Linked DNA regions of Gossypium hirsutum: region 1 is linked to region 2. A link is a contact called in public Hi-C data. All regions are on one chromosome and are shown on one strand. Each heading gives the region's core, a stretch centred on a gene start, on an enhancer-like site or on the middle of the called end of the contact. The rest is flanking DNA. Distances are from core to core; before and after follow the strand shown. Region 1 holds the start of LOC107886472 (squamosa promoter-binding-like protein 2). Region 2 holds the start of LOC107886431 (stress-associated endoplasmic reticulum protein 2).

The links. A called contact is a pair of places that touch in the nucleus more often than the background predicts.
Region 1: a Hi-C map of leaf shows a contact between it and region 2, with 2.8 times the contacts expected there. The contact joins the promoter of LOC107886472 here to the promoter of LOC107886431 in region 2. A contact is called at or near these places in 17 of 34 Hi-C or Micro-C datasets (anther, callus, fibers and 4 more).

What each region holds. Positions count from the first base shown.
Region 1 is chrA03:91,255,292-91,258,195 of Gossypium_hirsutum_v2.1, reverse strand. LOC107886472 (squamosa promoter-binding-like protein 2) reads right to left here and starts at 1,610. Exons shown (of 5, transcript XM_016810441.2): 1 at 1,381-1,610. It overlaps LOC107888070 (4-coumarate--CoA ligase-like 1), which reads right to left. Exons shown (of 7, transcript XM_016812237.2): 7 at 2,804-2,904.
Region 2 is chrA03:91,080,648-91,083,347 of Gossypium_hirsutum_v2.1, reverse strand. LOC107886431 (stress-associated endoplasmic reticulum protein 2) reads right to left here and starts at 1,383. Exons shown (of 4, transcript XM_041099285.1): 1 at 963-1,383.

The DNA of each region.
Region 1 (2,904 bases), core at 361-2,860, 170 kb before region 2:
GCCGAGCATTTTTTTATGCAGATATCAATATCCAACAGAAAAGAGAGCTTAAGCAAAGACAAAAAGTATGTTATATTGGACCTTGCAGATTCGAACTAGAATAATAGTAGAGCTTTTTTTCTCATCCATTCATTATTGCTAACGCAAACAAACTGACACCATAATTCCAAACTGTCTCTCTATACGAGTCTTGTACGAATGTAAGCTGATCTTCAACCCCAAGTAAAAGCATAGTAGTGTTCCATAAACCTTCAACATCAGCAGTAAATTCCACCACCAAAACTCTAGAAGAATTTACCTTATCTATCAACCCATCCAACAAAAACTACCCGGTCTAGCCTCTTTAACAAAGCAGCTCCCTCCCTCTCTCTCTGCACGCCCCACTATCTTCAATAATTCTAAGAAGCAGTAATAACGTCCAAGTAGAGGAACCCAAAAATTAAATAAATAAAAGGATTCACTTTTTAATCAAGTAACCTAGTCTAAAAACACTAACACTTTCAATAATTCCCATTCGATTATCTGGGAAATCTTGCAAAGTAGGTCCCTGAATCAGACCCACAACTACTGTACAAAACAAAATTCAATGAAACCCTAATCTACCATAAATTCTTGTACCGAAAAATATCTACCATAAATTCAACAATTTACTGATGTATAAAAAGCCATCCCAACAACCATTTTTACTCAAACCCCCACGAGAACCATTAAAATCAATCAACAAATACTATATATGTCAACCAAAAAAATACACAAAAAAGAAATTCTACTCATAATTTTTTTTCTCCATACAATATATATGAAGTTTTGCATTGAAACAGAAACAGAACAAACATATAAACTAAAATATTCATTTTTACTAAAAAAAAAATAGAAAGTATTTGGTCCCCTTCTTAGATATCATTCGTCATATCGTTTTTCCTTTTAATGTTTTAATAAATTCTACTCAGCTTTCAGCCAGAAATACAAGGTAAAAATTAATAAAAAGGAACCCTTTCAACAAACACAAACGCAGTCGTTTCCATTGATTTTCCCCAGAAAACAAGAAAAGAAAAGGAACCATAACGATAAAAAAAAACGCACTTTACCTTTTTTTTTTCCTTTCTAAAGTTAAAACAAGTTCACATAATAAAGGTAGAAGATAGGAAGAAAATGATGTTTCAATTGAGCCGCAAAAACAAGAGATGTTTCCCCATTTTTAGAAACTCTAGTACCTCGTTATTGCTTTCTTTATTAATCCAAAATGAAATCTCTGTTTTATCTTTCCTATTTATTAACGGCGTTTAGTAAAAACAAAGTGAAAACATATATAAAAAAAAAAGAAGAAAGAAAGAAAGAAAAGGCAAGGCAAATGCTTTCTGGTGAGATTGAGTTACTTACCGATGCGTACTTCAATGTTGGGCAGAAAGAATAGAAAAAGAAAGAGCAGAAGGATTAAAGATCTTGAAAAAGAAAGGAGATAAGGCACAGCAAGGCACAGCAAAGCACAGCCCACAGCCGAGTCTGAGTCTGAGACCGAGTCAGGGTCTCTTTCACAGACTGAAAATGGAAGGACAAACAACGAAAGAGGTGCTGAGTGGGGCAAAAAATAATTAAAGCCTAGCTTTTTTGGAAGAAATTATTTCCTTTTATTATTATTTATTTATTTGTTGTATTATTACTGCTGCAGTAACTTTTTTTTTAATGCAGAAATCAAATTAGGTAGAATTTATTTAAAATAATGACACGTGCCAGTACAAAAGCTGATTGCATTGCAACTTTTGCAGGTTATGGAGTATGGACTATAGAGTAGTAGTTTTTTGGACGGTAATGAAAGGGTTGCCTTTTTCTTGTCAGTTACAAGTAGCCAGCCCAACTAATATTAGGTCTATTTTTTATATTATCCGATGTTGTATTTTTAATCTCTTAATTGTTAATTAAAATTTTACCTATAAAAAAGCTACGTATTAATAAATAAATTTAATGTTGATCTTATAATAAAATTCCAAATTTTAAAAAATACAAAAATTAGAAAATAAGAATTTAAGCATAGTACAAAATTAACACCCATTTAAATTAAAATTTAAAAAAAATATAAAAATTAAAATACATAAAAAAATTTTGATTAATAATAAAACAATGCAGATTATTGGAAAGGTGGGGTCAGAATTCAAAATATTAAAAAGAATAAATCATCCCTACAATCCCTGAGTTAAGAATTTGTGCTGCAAAATCTACTTAACATTAATTATTTTAAGTTAATGAAACCTTTTTCTATTTTTTGTTTTAAAATATATCAACTAACTCGAAAGGTACCTTATTAGATTGAGGTATTTGATTATTCTATATTCTGTCATATTATAATTAAGGAAGTCCAATTTTTTGGATTATGATAATCATACTAGCATCAAAACATTAAAATAATTCACCTATCAAAGGGACCACAATTTGTGTTTAGATGGTGGATCTTTCTCACTTTAAACTCAGTATTAAAATATAATGTCATGGTGATTTTCTATTACAATTATGTCATTTATATATGTTATTAACTCTGGTACTTTATCATATTTTATAATTTTTAAATTACTATATGAGCAAATTTGTCAACCTAGAGCTTACACCGTACGTACAATCAAATATGGGTGTCAACCTATCCCTCAAAACCCGCTTTTGTCATTCTAATCTTTTAGGATCCTTTTAACAATTATTCGAAACAAATTTTGACATTTTTATTTTTATTTTTATTTCTAAACCCTAATATACAATTATTGACATTGACACTTTGTCCCCTCTTAACTACCAAATCAAGTTGCAGAAACAGAGATAGTAACATATTGCTATTATTAATATTATTATATATAAGGAGACTGCAAGCATTTTCATTTTTCATTTTAAACATAAGATCATAACAATGAGATGGATTAC
Region 2 (2,700 bases), core at 134-2,633:
TTGATGTCATAATCTAAAAAAATATTTTTAAAACTATTTCTTTTTTTTTTCTTTAGTTTTCTCAGTGACCTTTCTTCCACCCCAATTTCTTTTCTTTTACCCCGTGATCTTTCTTTTTCCCACTATCCTTTTCTATTCTTTTTTCTACTAACACGTTTGCTTTTCAATGGCTGATTTCAATTCCTCTCTTTTACATTCTACTATTGTTGCTGCTGCTTCTTTATTCGAGGTAGAAGATACTGAGAAAATAAAGTTTCTAGACATAGAGGAAACATGTTCAAATTCAGGCTACAAAGATTCAGATTACCCAATAGACTCGAAATGAAGAACTCGTAATTGAAACTTGACTATTAATAAAGTTTCTCGATAGTTGGATTTTTTTTGTTTGTTTCTCGAGAAAATATGAGAAAGAACAAAAAAAATAGTTTTTTTTTTTAAACTTTGGTTTCTTTTTAGCTTCTAGATTCTAGGTTTATCTTTTATATTTCAAGTCTTGGGTTCATCTTTTTTTTTTTGATTTTTGCATTCTATTTTTTTTCTATTTTTTTCAATTTTTGGGTAGTTAGATTTTTTTTATTTCCTGGGAAAATACTAGAAAGAACAAAAAAAATGGTAGATGTAGACAACTCCATTGGATTTTTTTTACTTTATAAGTTTCTAAGGATTTAAAGCTTTTTATCGAAGAATTCATTTTGTAATTTGTTTGTATGTTATTGTGGCTATTTATGGTGAAGAAGGATACTATGATTTGCACAATGATTTTTAAACAAATTAGGTACTATTTATTTTGATATTATTGTTTGCTTCATGAAATTGTATCTTACATTACCCCTCTTTCTTCTCATTTTTATTATCACTACTTTTCCTTCCACACAATATTTACAAATAAAACATAATTAAGAGGTAAAGAAAAATAAACATGGTGGACATACAACAAGTAGACGAAGTGGAAGGGCCATTACCGATAGTTTCATCTGAGGCGGTTGGATCAAAACGCTAGAGATGTCCAAGCATTCGGTTAGTGACATTGACAGTGAGCAACCTTACGTTTCTCATGTAAGAAGACCCCCTTCTTTTTCCAAGCAATAGAAACACCACTCCAACAACCTTTTTTTAAATCCCTCACTCGCCTCTCCCTATTTTAAATGTTCCAAAACTCGCATCTTTACCAATCTCACTACTGATTTCAACGCTACCAACGACACCCTTGATGACGCCCCATGAAATGACACTCCACCATGAAACAACCTCGATCCAATTGGGTTCCCATCACAAGGTTATCTAAGATAGGTGAAAGTGTAGTTTAGCTCAGTTGGTTCAAGCCATGAGTTTTTATGGGTTAGTTTGAACAGGGGAGGGGAAGTTGTAGGGCTTGGTTGATGGTGGCTGAAAAATGGGGAGGAAAATGAAAGGGGATTAAGATATGTGATTTTTGTGGTGATTAGATGGTGAGAAAATGAGTGAAAATTTTTGGGGTAAGAGTTTTTGACAAAAGAAAGAAGGGAATGTGAAATCATGAGTTTTTGATAGAGGAAAGGAAGTAGAAATGATGAAGAAAAAGAAAAATAAGAAAAGAAAAGAAAATGGAAAGAAAAAGGGGGAAAATAAAAAAAATAAAACAAAAAGAAAAAGAGGTATAAGAGGACGTCACGTGGCATTGCGCGATTGGCTAGTGTTGCCACGTAAGTAAAAAGTTAATGGCGTTAGACTTAGGTATCAATTTAGCTGACGAAAAAAATTCGAGTACCAATTTGGAAAAAAAAACCATAAGTACTAATGCTGGAGAAGTGAACAAATTCGAGTACTAATTTTATATTTAACCATTTTATTAAAAAATAAATAAACTCGTCTCTTTATGTTAGATGATTGAATGAAATAGCCTCTCTAATTAAATGCTTACTTTGATGTTTTATATTTAAGGCATAATAGTAAATTTAGCCATAAATTTTTACATATTTAATTTTACCTCTTTTTTTATTGGGAATAACTTGACTGTCCACTTTTCATTAGTGATGTGGCATATTTTTTTATGTTCCATATCAATAAATAATTTAAAAATTATAAAAAAATAATTAAAAAATTATAAATAATTCTTCAAAATATAAAAAAGAAAAAGTAAAGATTTATAAAAAAAATTTAAAAATGCAAAAGAAGTTAAAAGGTTTTTTATTAAAAAAAAAATTTCGAAAGGAAAATAAAAAAAAGAAAGTAAGAGAAGTTTTATAGTAATTTGTCGTTTTTCTTTTAATATTAGTGCAAACTGTTCTAATGCTAGCCTTAGCCCTTATTCTAGCATGTTGTTGGATTTTTTAATGGTAATTTATTAATTTGTTATGATATGGTGGTACCCCGTATACTTCACATTATTATTACTTTAGTATTGTTTGAAAGGAAAAATAAACAAAGTGAAGAAAGCTTTGTAGTTTATTTATAATCTATGACATAAATTACTTAAAAAGGCCCATTTCCAAGCATATTTACGAAAATGGGTCAATTACACAATTATTTACCGGAAAGGGCCACTTTTTACAAAACGCACCTACGTGGCCGCGTTTAAGGGGAAAATTGCTAGTAAAGCACGCCCCTGGGGAGCGTTTTTTGCCACGTCAGCAAAATACTTCCACGTAAGCGCGTTTTGCTGACGTGGTAAAAAACGCTCCCCCAGGGGCACGCTTTGCTCCGTGTTTTTATATGTTAGGG